2 separate regions of the Ovis aries genome follow, and region 1 is linked to region 2. The links are chromatin contacts, called in public Hi-C maps. All regions are on one chromosome and are shown on one strand. The core of a region is the stretch at or near the end of the contact, and the rest is flanking DNA. Distances in the headings are between cores, read along the strand shown.

Evidence for each region. Hi-C and Micro-C count contacts between places; a contact is called where the count stands out from the background.
Region 1: a contact with region 2 is called in a Hi-C map of hypothalamus, with 2.9 times the contacts expected there. The contact joins the enhancer-like site here to the promoter of CMTM7 in region 2. A contact is called at or near these places in 4 of 16 Hi-C or Micro-C datasets (blood and hypothalamus).

Annotation. Positions count from the first base shown.
Region 1 is chr19:6,886,617-6,893,033 of ARS-UI_Ramb_v3.0, reverse strand. All of the region lies in intron 3 of CMTM7 (CKLF like MARVEL transmembrane domain containing 7), which reads right to left. Among named protein-coding and RNA genes, the nearest start is that of CMTM7, 49 kb to the right of the region's middle. Within about 2 kb of position 3,228, at least 11 of the 54 cell types and tissues checked have an H3K27ac peak or open chromatin away from gene starts, as enhancers often do.
Region 2 is chr19:6,838,803-6,845,161 of ARS-UI_Ramb_v3.0, reverse strand. It overlaps CMTM7 (CKLF like MARVEL transmembrane domain containing 7), which reads right to left and starts at 3,941. Exons shown (of 4, transcript XM_060402726.1): 1 at 3,728-3,941. The coding sequence starts at 3,886.

The DNA of each region.
Region 1 (6,417 bases), core at 1,979-4,478, 49 kb before region 2:
AAGTCAAAGGCTTAGGGACTGGGCTTAACTGCAAGATCCGTAGTGTTTATACAACAGAACTTCCTAGAGCTCATCCCACCTACGGAATTTAGTTCAGACTTGCAGGATGTCAGGTTGGAGGCTGTTTTGACCAGAGGTTAGTCACGTTCACAGTTGCTTCTCAGGGGCAGGAGGAAGTTCTCAAATTCAAAAGCTCAACCACTCACTTTAAAAAAAGAGGTAGCTGTGAGGTGATGGATGTGTTAACCTGACTGTGGCAATCATTTCACAAAGCAGACATACGTCAAATCACTGCGCTATCTCCTTTAAATATGTAACATTTTATTTGTCTCTTATACTTATGTTTTGGCCAAAATTTCTCCAACCTCTATGCTCTTCTGGTGTGTCTATTACAGTTTTTATCAAAACACCACCAGCAGCTCAGAGGGCCAGGAGAGCCAAAAGCCATCATGGTAAAAGGCCTCCATCAGCTGCGCAATCAGTAACAGGCACCCGTTACTGGTCTGAAGGAGGTGCAAGGATAGAGCGCCTAAAGGGCTTCCAAGATTATTGGGTATTGGGGCCCTCATTCAAATATGACCACAGGTCTGACATCTGGGGGTGGAGGTTACAGGAATATTCCCAGGTTTGGGATGTACTGTCTCTATGCAATATGCAAAGGGGCCAGTGGAGCTGGGATTTTTGCCGTAATTTGTGGTCACACCAAGTTTCTTGTTCACTGATTGTGAAACGTCTCTTTGTGAAGCAGCTCCCAAGCTGGCTACTTGGAAGGCAGCTGAGGGGAGCGTGGGTCACTAAGCAAAAGCAGTTTGGCCTGTGAAGCCGTCATAGAGACGCTTGCATGCCCACCAACAGTTCACATGGTAACAAGCTGTGTCCAAGCCACTGATGCTGTCTCACTGGAGAATTCAGGGCCTTAAGTGTACTGTGTGCTATGCCAGGTGGAAGCAAACTGGTTTCTTCCATCCCTGGCCGCCACCCCGCCCCCATTTAAAACATAAACTGTTAGCCATACCCTAGACTGCAGGCCAAGAGCCAGGTATGAGGAGAGTGGCACTGCGCCACGTTGGAAGCCTCCAGAGTGGTGGAAATGAACGAGGCCACCTTCTTACCTAGGCACCCAGAGTCCACAGTAAAGCTCCTGGCCTCCACCGGCCTGACAGAGGGCGTGCAGCTCCCCAGGAAGCGTGGGAACTCCGTGTTGACCCTGGCCACCCTCAAAAGACCGTGTGCCCTTTCTTCTCCCAGGAAGAAGGTGCTGTCTCGAATGTTATGCTCGGCAAACTTTACGGGGAAAAGCCTATCCTGGAGCCTGCATCTGACCCTCAGAGGAGCCACCAACAGTGGATCAAATGAGTGGGTCCCGCGAGCAGGTTCTTATGAAAGAGAGGCAAGCACCGTCAGAGCAAAGCCACCCAAACCCCCCACAAAACTACAGCCTGTACTCCGTAAGTTCAGGAGCACGCGGGGCTTCCCCTGGGAGGGGTGAATCCGGAGAGCCGATCCATACCTGAATCTTGTCCGCGCCCGTCCCATGGCTTTGGTTCACCGGGTCTGAGGGGAGTCAGCTCGCACCGAGTAGGTCTTCACGCGCAGGACTCGCTGACTCAGTCCAGGTTCCCGCGTTGCTTCCCACGTGCAAGCTCACGACTCCTCTGGTCCGCTCTGTCCGCCCCTTTTAACCCTGTCAATCACCTGTCTTGGCTATTGTAAAATAGATTCATCTGTACAGCGGTTTTCCTGGGTTGCCTTTTTCCTGGCATTCCGTGGCCTCCTTCCTTACCCAGGAATTTTACTTGGAAGGTGACTCACTTTTTGTTCAAACGACTCGCTCGTTTGAGAATCTTGGCGGCTTTCTGCCTGCCCACTTCTTGCGGGGCCTGTGGGGGGTTGCCCCTGGCCTTTCATCGCTCCCTCCAGGCTATTTTCTTTCCTTGGAAGAGTCAGATGCTCCGAGCTCCAACCACTGGGCTCAGCAACCTTCACTACTGTCTTCCAAGGTGGCCCCTGAGTAAGGCAGTTAGTTGGTGCAGCGGCGGCCTATTTTTGACTTGTACTCACAGACCCAGATGGACTACCTACCTGGGCAGTGAAGCCAGTAGGAGGCTGCCGAATGGACCACTCTGTGTGATCGTTTGCAGGGTCCCATGGGAGACACTGTATAAAATCTGCCTCAGGACAGTCTGGGCGTCCCTGGTGGCTCAGACGGTAAAGAATCCGCCTGCAATGCGAGAGACCTGGGTTTCATGCCTGGGTTGGGAAGATCCCCCGGAGAAGGGCATGGCAACCAACTCCAGTATTCTTGCCTGAAGAATCCCATGGACAGAGGAGCCTGCCGTGGATAGAGGAGCCTGGCGGCCTACTATCCACGGGGTCGCAAGGAGTCGGTATGACTGAGCGGCTACACACAGGACAGTGTGTCTCAGGTAAGGAGGACAAATGTATCCACTGACTGCTGTGTCCAATTAGCCAGCATCACCCTACGGGCAGGAACTCTCCCGTAACTGCGGGCTGCACACCCATGGCAGGGTCCACAGGAAAGCTCTGGAGTGGCAGTCAAAAGCTGTCCGTGAAGCCTGCGGCCCAGCTCTGTGCTTGCGCTGGAGTGAAACTGGTCACAGCCTTTGCGCGGCAGACACGCGGTTCTTGGCTGGATTAAGAGAGGGCGCGAATAAGGGCTGAGAGGATGCTAAGTGTTGCCTGAAACAAGGTGGGGGCGGGGGGTGGTGTGTCTGTTACAGCAACATAGTGAAAGGATGACCTACGGCATGGAGTCCTTTTCGTTTAATTATAAAGAATTGCCGTACTCATCTGCACTTTTTAGGCAATACATCGAGCGAAACTAGAATTATGCGGTAAGAAAAGCAAAGGTGTGGTGAATGGAGATTTCGAAAGAAAGGAGAACCAGGAGCGGGGATGGGGTGGGAAGCGTGTAGTTACAGTTAAATGTGGTCAGAAGCCAGTGATCAGCGCGTGAGCATCACGAACTAGGGAATTATGATGCGTCTGAGTGCCTGAGGTTCCAATAAAACCTGCAAGTTGTGCTTCTGATCCTGAACCCTGGATTCGGATGTCTCGGCTCTCCGGGCCGGCGGCGGCGCTCCCCACGGCCACCAGAAGGCGGCGCTGCGGGCGCGGGGAGCCGAGCAGCCTCCGGCGGGGCCGGGTGCTTCTCCGCAGAAGGAAGCCGAGCCCGCGGGGAGCAGTGGCGGCGCCCAGAGGCGCGGCTCGGGCGGGGGACCCGGCTCCCGGGGGAGGGCTCCGCCCGAGCGGGCGCAGGAAGCAACTGACTTCCTGCGCCCCCGCCCCTCCCCGGCCTGCCCGAGGACCGCCGCTAGGAGTCGGGGGTGCTCTGCAAACCAGCTGCAGCCAGCCCACGCAAGTTTTGTTTGGCCTAAAAATCCAGATTTCTACTTCTCTCAGTCACGTGGGGCTTCTGGCGACCCCGGTGGCGCTTGCGGCCGCCCCTCCACGTGCATCCCCGGCCCGGCGTTTCTTTCTCCTTTTTTGTTTCGACCAGATCAATAGCTTTCTGGCTATTGACTATTTAATCCCTCTTCAGAACTGAATCCGGCGCAACACTTCATACTAGAGTTTCCTTTTTTGCACAACTCTATATAGAGTTAATCGTGTTCTCTTTTTCTTGGCAGTGAACCCCCAAGAAGCTACCAGTTGACTCAGTCTCCTTACAAGGTCCAGAGGCACCAGGTATGGTCACCGCGGCCTCCAGAGGAAGTTTCTCCCGGTGTTTGGCCCTCTCCAACCTGGACTGGTTGCCCTGTCCATTTGTCTGGTGTCTAGTGGGCAGCCTGGCAGCTCCCTTCAGCTCAAGGAGTGCTTTTTTTTTTTTTTAAAGCAGAGAAGTCCCCCTTGTCAGTCGAAACTACGCATGAAATCCCATTATATAAAACTGGAAATATGGCATCCATATAAATTATTCACTTACATTTATAACACTGACTTCTAATGCAGTCAGCCTATAAGAGGAGTGACCTTAACTACATGCCGTTTGGAGTAAGGTGCTAAATGGGGCTGTAGCCTCTTCTGCTCATTCATCTACCTGTTTTTGGTGGCTGGAGGTGGAGGAAGCCTGGCTCATCCAAGATATCCTGGAAGGTTCTCAGAAGTTCACCTCGCATTCCTGGTGCCTCCCTGGACCAGGCAAGGTGCAAGGCCAGCCTTCTCCTAGGGCTGTGTGAGGCGGGGTTCCCACTGTCAGTGTTTGCCATCAATAACAGAGTGTGCATCTTAAGATGTTAATATATATTTTGCACATAACATCAACATCTGGGGACTTCGTTGATGGTCCAGTGGTAAACATTCGGCCTTGCAATGTAGGGGACCAGGGTTCAATCCCTCGTTGAGGAACTAAGATCCCACATGCCTCGGGCAACTAAGCCTGTGTTCTGCAGCTACTGAGCCTTGATGCCGCAACTAGATAGATCGAGTGCGCAAGGAAAAGATCCGAGGGCCTCAACTAAGATCTGAATCAGCCAATTAATGAGTTAATTTAAAAAACAGGATAACTTCTTTTAAAAATTTAAAATAAAAATTCACCTCTGTGAGCCCCTGTTCACTGCTACAGTCCAGAAACTGCCCTACAGTGGGGAAGAAGTGGGACCCAAAGGCCTGCCGTATCTCCATGGCAACAGAAGGTAGCAACCCAGGCTACGAACGAGGCCTGGGAGGTGGTGGCACAGGTCTGGGCCAGCTTTGGGTCACCTGAGCATCCTGACTGAAGGCCCAGGCTAAGGACGGAGACTTTAAGTCCAGGCCGAGCCTCCAGGTCCAGGGTGAGGACCTGGACTCAAACCCCATCTCCAGCCCTGACCTCATGTGCCCTCGGCTTTTTCCTGGGGTCTCCACCCGGCCTTTGGGACAGGTGGGCTTCCTCATGGGGCCCCTGGAGGAAGGGCCAGTTCTGTGGCCGCACCTGGGAGCCTCACTGAGCAGAAGTGTTTCCTTGTGGATGGTGAGAAGCGTCTGTGCAGAGGCCTGCCCCATGGAGGGCACCACCCCACCCTCCAGGTCCCTCCCCAGGGCTCTGCCGCCTGTTCGTGGGAGACCATGTGGGCCGACCCACTTTGGCCTCACCTCCCAGGGTCCCTGGTGTCAACACCCTCTCCTGGGCCTGCAGTGGTCATGACGAGTGAAAACTGGCTCTCGGTCCTTGGGGCAGGTCCCTGCAGGTCCCATGCCCCCTGTAGTGGAAGCGCGGAGTCCTAACCATCCTCCCACCATGGGTTCAAATGTCCCTCCTCCCATATCTCCGCTTGGTCCTGCCGGGCTGGGACTGCTTGGTGGGTCACCTCCCTGTGCTGGGAGCTGGGGTGGTGGGGACAGAGTTTGGCTTACTCGTGGGCACTGCCCCTGAGATGACAGACCTGTATTCTCTAGACCTGCAAGGCTTAGCTGTTAGAACATGGTGCTGGCCTCTGCTGGGCTGAACTGTGTCTCTCTTTCTCCATTTCCCAAGAAGCTTGTCAGTTACTTAGGAGCCTTAGACAGAGGGTCCTGCGTTGCTTTAAGAGAAGAAAAACTCTTGGTGAAATATACGTAACAGAAAAGTTAACCATTTAAACAATTTTTTAGGCGTTAATTACATTCAGATTAATGTGCAGCCGTCACCACCATCTCCAGAATGTATTTTTTGTTCTTTTGGTGGCATGTGAGTTCTTAGTTCCCCAACCAGGAATCAAACTTGCAGCCCCTGCAGTGGAAGCAAAGAGCCTACCCATTGGACTGCCAAGGAAGACCCAACCAGAGCAGAATATTTTCACCTTCCCAAACAGAAGCTGTGCCTACCCATTAAATACTCCCCATTCCGCCCTCCAGACTCTGGAGGCAACCAATCGCCATTTTACTTTCTGTCTCTGAATTTTGCCTACTCTAGGCACCTCTTGTAACTAAAATCATATAGTATTTGTCCTTTAGTGTCTGGCTTGCTTCACTTAATATGATGTTGTCAAGGTTCATCCATGGTGTACCATGTGTCAGAATTTCCCGCTTTTTTAAGGCTGCCCAAGTTGCTTTTGAGTCTTATGTGAATTACGCTGGTTTCCACCCTTAATGTACTTTGAAAACACACAAGTCTGAGGCCAGGATAATATGCATTCTTTCCTCTTCTCCCCTCTGGTGGGCACATGAACCTAGTGGGTCCTCAGGTAGCACGTGCTTCACTCTGGTTTTACAGCCTTCTTCTAATTTAGTAAGAACTCCTGCAATTGGCCAAGTTAACATTTTATTTAAAAACACATACACAATGGGAACAACAGGAAAGGGCCCGTGACACCTCCTAGTTGGTGACTGGTTGACCGCATGGTGCTACCACGAGGCTTCACTTTTAAGGAAGAGGGTACCTTCAAGACCGGATTTCCAAGCGAGATAAATTAGATGGCTGTGTTTTCAGAAGAGACG
Region 2 (6,359 bases), core at 2,692-5,191:
CCCAGACTCACACACCCACTTAGTCCCCTTCCACAGCATTCCTGATAACACCTCTCTTTAGGATAGTTGCAATGCCTTCATTACTTCGTTGAAATGAATGAAACACATCCTGAATACGACCCTAATCCCAGTGACGGCCAACAGACAATTTCCATGAAGTTCCAAAATGACCCTAGGGGGCTGTGCAGTCCCAGGCTGAGAACCATCGCTTCGACTGATATTGATATGATTACTTCCGGGATAATCTTAGAACAAGCGCCCTATTCTCACCACGCTCTGGCAGACCCTGGATGGGCTGTCCCAGCATGTTTCTCCAGACTCACTCACACCATTCCCAGCCCTGTTCCCTTCCCTCCAACCATCACTCCTCCTTCCTCCAGTCACTGAGCCCCTGTCTGTGCTCTTCCTTCTTCTGATAATGCTGTTCCCTCATCCTCCAAATATCCCTTCCACAGAAAAGCCCTTCCTTACCTCCCTGACAGGGTAGACCTCCCAGTTAATTCCCTGCGGCAGGGGTCCCCAACCTCTGGGATCTGATGCCTGATGATCTGAGATGGAGCTGATGTAATAATAACAGAAATAAAGTGCACAATAAATGTAATGCACTTGAATCATCCTGAATCATCCCCCGCCTTCAGTCCACGGGAAAATTGTCTTCCATGAAACTGGTGCCTGGTGCCCAAAAGGTTGGGGACTGCTGCTCTATGGGCCTTTCCTTTGTAACTTTTGTCCCAGTGCACACGTTTATATTTAAAACCACTCAATGTTTATTTTCCCAATTACACTATAAAGAAGTCAGGGGCTGACCCCTCTTGTTCACTGGGCCTTCCACACTGTCCTAGCATACAGCAGGTGCTCTATATTCACTGAGTAAATAAAGGAACCTTCTAGGAATTCTCTGGTGGTCCAGTAGTTAGAACTCGGGGCTCTCACTGCCGAGTGCCTGGGTTCAATTCCTGATTAGGGAACTAAGATCCCACAAGCCGCACAGTGTGACTGAAAATAAAACTTTTTAAAAAGGAAGCTTCTGGAAGACACTTAGATTTCCATCTTCACTGCTTATGAAACTACATTCTGATTCTCCTTCCCTATTATGGTTCTGCAAGTGTCAGAGTCTCTGCTGAAAGGCTCTATCTTGTCTCCACAGGCTTGGCTTGGCTTGGCTTCGCTTCAGTCATGTCCGACTCTGTGCGACCCCACAGACGGCAGCCCACCAGGCTCCCCCGTCCCTGGGATTCTCCAGGCAAGAACACTGGAGGGGGTTGCCATTTCCTTCTCCAATGCATGAAAGTGAAAAGTGAAAGTGAAGTTGCTCAGTCGTGTCCGACTCCTAGCGACCCCATGGACTGCAGCCTACCAGGCTCCTCCATCCATGGGATTTTCCAGGCAAGAGTACTGGAGCGGGGTGCCATTGCCTTCTCCGACAAGCTTGGCTTATGCAGAGGTAAGAACAGAGCAGATGCTCAATAAGAGACATAGACCCCTTTCTAAATGTCAGGAAGAACTGCCCATCACTGGCCCTCATCTCACCCTGTCTCCTTCCTTTCTGCGTCCCCCCTCCCCAGAATCACCGGAATAAAGTCACTGGGAGGCCAACAGGGCGTGCCCAGCCTGACACACCCACACTCAACCCTCAAGATTCAACTCAAATGTCACCTTAATCTCCCCTCCATCCTTCCTTCCTTATGTGGGCAACCACAGACCTTTCATCACATCAGCCAGGCAGTTTGGGGACAAGTCTGCCTCCTCAGCAAAACCACAGAATCCTTGAGGGCAAGGGCTTTGTCACAGCTATCTGTTTCTGGAGAAACAGAGGTGAACGCAGCACTCACTGAAGTCTAATGAACAAACAAAATGATGAGGAGTGCTGCTGGAGCCCCGGGCAAGGGCCTCTGGATGCCTGCAGGGCCCGGGCACTCCTTCCAGCCCAGGCCCCTCAAGGACACGCATGATGCCAGGAGGCCCGGCTCCAGCTCACACTCTGTGAGGATCCAGATGGATATTCCTTCCTCGGGTAGTGGATTTGGGGGGACTCCCAGAGAAGACGAGGAGGAGGAGATCAGCCCCAAATGGTCTCTGCGTAGTAACATGACCATGGCGAAGGCAACTTCACGCCCAGGGGGTCTGCTCAAACCCGCCTGCAGCCACAGGGCAGTCCCCAGGGAAGGAAGAAGGCGTAAGAACCCTCTGGGCACACAGAGATGCAATTCTCCAAGTCTCTGTTCTCTCTGGGGCATAGTTGTCACCTGCAACTTGGCCCAAGGGCCAAAGGTAAGAGGCTAGTTTAGGAGAGGAATGAAGGGGTGGTTTCTCTTCTCCCCTGTCTGTGTCTATTAAACTTATGGATGGCTCTGACCCCAATCTTTGTCCACTAATCTCATCATTCAGCTCCTGATACACCTTCCAAGGCTCCCATTCATCTTTCTTAAGGATGAGGCGGTAGGTTGCTGCTCCCAAGTCGCTTCAGTCGTGTCCGACTCTGTGCGACCCCATAGACGGCAGCCCACCAGGCTCCCCCGTCCCTGGGATTCTCCAGGCAAGAACACTGGAGCGGGTGGGGAGGTAGGTACGTCCCCTCTATTTGGCTGATCAGATTTCTTAGCCTGAGCCCCCCAAAATGCCTCACTCAAAGCCAACACAGCTGTGCCTGATTTATTTTGGTTAGTAGCTACAATACTTCCACTTCCTAATTTTTAGTCCATCTAGATGCTCTTCTTTGAGAAAAGGGAACTCAGTCCCTCTTCCCTTCAGTTCTGGCCTAAGCAGGAAACCAGAGTCCCCTCCACGCGCCCTTGGCCCCCAGAGTAACAGAGCTGTGGACGCCTGCGAGGCTCTCACCCTGTGTCCAGGCAGCCCGGCCTCTGGGTCCGTGACCTTGCGTATAAGCCCCATCCCTCCCTCCTTGCAAAACCACCACTTTCCCCCCCTCTACCATTCTCACTGCAAACATTATCTGGAGTGGAATCACAATGAGCCCGGCCGAGTTTCCAAACACATCAGACAAACGTGAAAGGTGTTTCAGGCTTAAAAATTGTGAGGAAGAAAAACTTGGGAAGAGAGAGAAGAATGGGGAACAGGCCGGGCAAGGTCTGCGCTGCTGGAGGGCCCGGCCTCGGTCCCGCCCGGCTCCCTTTCCGGAGATGCCCGCTCCTCACAAAGCACAGAGGCCTCCCGAGTGACCGCTGCCGTCCAGGGGCCCCGAGGGCAGGCCCTCCCTCGGGAGTCGAGGGGCAGGGCCCGGGACAGCTGCCCCAAGGGTCCCCCACCTTCTGCCCCCGGAAGGCCGGGCCGCGGACCCCGCGCTCGGGCGAGGCCGCTCCGGTGGCAGGAGGCCCAGCGGCGCGGGGTTAGCGAGGAAGCCGCGGCGGCCAGAGAGCTGGAGGCGGCCGGCTTCCGCGGCCTGAGCGCCGCCCCCCGGCACTCCCCACCCCCTGGCGGGTCCGAAGCGGCGCGGCCCGAGAAGAGGAAGGAAGGCGCTCGGAACTTTGGCCGTGGCTTCTTGCGGCCCCAGGCAGGCGGACCCCGCGGAGCGGCTGGAGGAACTGGGAGCCCGGAGCAGGGCCGGGGCGCGCCGAATTCCTCGCCGGAGGAAGCCCCTCCAACGTGACCGGGGCGGCGCGCGACCCCGCCCGGGGCGCGATGCTCCCGCCGCGGGCGCGCCCCCTCCCGGACCCCGCCCTCCGCGGTCTCCCCGCGGGACCCCGGCCCGCGCCCCGGCCTCCCTTACCATCTGCGCCACCTTCAGCATCGCCGCGTGGGTGCGGGGGTAGACGGGGTCCAGCAGCCCCTCCGAGGAGCTCGCGCCCAGCGGCCCCGCGCCGGCCCCGGCTCCCGGGGCGCTGCCGCTGCTGCACGTGGTGCGGACGAGCCCGGCTGCGTGCGACATCGCGCGGCCCTCGCCCGCGGGCTGCCTCCGCCGGCGGAGGGCAAGGGCCAGTACCAGAGGGCGGGGCCTTGTGGGGCGGGGCGGGGCCTGTGGGCGGGGCGGGGCCTTGGTGGGCGGGGCGCACGCGCCCCGGGCCCGCTCGGAGGACGCCCACCCAGCCTCGGCTACACTGGCCGGCGCGCAGCTGAAAGGCGGCTGTAGCCTCCGCCCTTGGGGAGGCGCGGAAGTTGAGCTAGAGGGGGCCGAGGGAAGCGGATGCCCCGAGTATTAGCCTTTCCGAGGTGGGCGAGGCCGGGCACAGCTGGTCTGAGCCTCCTGGGATCTGGTGTGGGCGAGGCTGCGGATGTGTGCTGAGGGCTCTTGAAGTGTAAACTACACTCACTGAAATGCCCAAGCCTTCCGTGTTCAGCTCTGTTAATTGTTCTGTGTGTGAATGTACATCTGTGTAATCACCGCCCACGGGGGAAAAGTTCCATCGTGCTCTTTTCCCACTTCCTGTCGCTATAGATTCGTTTTGCTTCTTCTCGGATTTGATAGACTTGACATAATATTCTCATTTTTTCTGGCTTCTTTCACTCGACAGGATGCATCGAGATCAATCCCATTTTACCCTATAAAGCTGTGACCATTCTGGTGAAATTTTTTTGGCGGTCAGAAGCTCTCATTTCTATGTGTGTGGGGGCAACTATCAATGGGTTTGCTGGGTCACAAAGTGAGCACAGGTTTCTCTCTATAAGAAGCTGTCAAACCGCTATCCAAGAGAGATGCTGTTTCCTGCGTTCTGGGTTATTTTTTAAACGAGCAAGCAGGATCACTGAAAGGAAATGCTATCAGTCATCAAACCACGAAATGTTTCCACACAACACAAAATCCTACCTCATGAGATCACTGGATGCCAGTGCTAACTGTTGATAAGTCCTGATAATTTCTTCAGTTGGACCATGTGGTATGCGGAACCTTAGTTCCCCAACTAAGATCCCGGGCCCCCTACAGTGGGAGCTTGGCATCTTAACCGCAGGACCACTGGAGAAGTCCTTTGATAATTCTAGAAAGTAGGGATAACTCATGAAATCTCTGCTTTGCCAAGTCTGCCAGGTGATTCTACTGAACGCTCAAGTCTGAGAACCAGTCATTGCCAAAGCTGAAGCATTCGGGGATTCGTGACACCACGTTCTCTACTTTCGTGTACACTAGGAAGTTTTCATGACCAAAGAAAGAAACCGCCTCCAATATCTGTTTTCTGTTTAGACGACAGTCATGGTGCCTGGTACTTCCGTTTCATTCTCTAAAACAAAGGTAACCGCACCTCAGGGCTGCTGTGACAATGTGACAGCTATGCAGGTGCTCTGTGACAGCTTCAGATGCCCCGGGCACGAAGCTGACATCGCATGTCATTTTCTATACAGTTTCACATCTTCGCTTCTGTGCTTTTCCAAGGGGTCACAACACACTGTGGAGACGACGTGAGGTCTTTGTTGCTGTGAAGGCTTCAGGGAAGCAAAAAAAGAAACTAGCACTGGATTACTCTTCCTTCCAGGGGCCACCAATCTCCTAAATCAGTGATTTTCGATTTGTGTTCCCAGCATCACCTGGGAACTTGTGAGAAATGCAAATTCTCACCGCTTCCCCTCTCCATCTGCCCAGACCTGCTGAATCAGAACCTCCGGGTATGAGACTCAGCAACCTGTGTTCTGGCAAGATCGGCCCTCAACCTCCTACATGAATCAGATGCATTTCAGAGTTTGTGAACCACTGTCGTTTCCAAGTCCAGTGAAGCCGAGACTTGGCTGGGTTTCCCTGCCGCTGGCCCACGTGCCACCCAGCCTCGATCAGACGTAATCACTGGTGGTGGCCCATTCTGTGTTAATCATTTTATCACGATCACTTAAAAGCCTGAGCGACAGGGACTACCCTGGTGGTTCAGGGACTAAAACTCCATGTTCCCAATACAGGGGACCCGGGGTTTGATCCGTGGTCAGGGAACTAGATCCTGCATGCCGCAACTGAGAGCTAGTGCAGCCAAATAAATTTTTTCTTTTTTAAAAAGCTGGAGCGAGAGGCTTGGCCGCACAAGAGCCGTCTGCTGATCTGGAGTGTACTTGACCTGTGGCCAAGTACACGGAGATGTCTACACAATGTGATGCCCTCTTGGTGAGAAGGGCTGCCCCCTGGGGAGCAAGGGGTTAGGTGAGTGCACTCACAAGAGTGAGGGGGCCCACTAACTTGGCTATAGTCCATGGGGTCGCAAAGAGTCGGGCACATCTGACCACAGCACAGCCATGCAGCCCAAGAATAACTGTGACTATCAAACAGGTCAGATCAATTTCACTGTTCTATTAAATTAAAATTAAGTCTGAACAGAAATGCTCACTGTGTATTCTTTTTTTTCTAGGAAAAACAAAGAAATTTAAAAATCACCCCATGATCCTTTACAATTAAGCTCTGAATCATACCACAATTTCCTGTTAGAAAT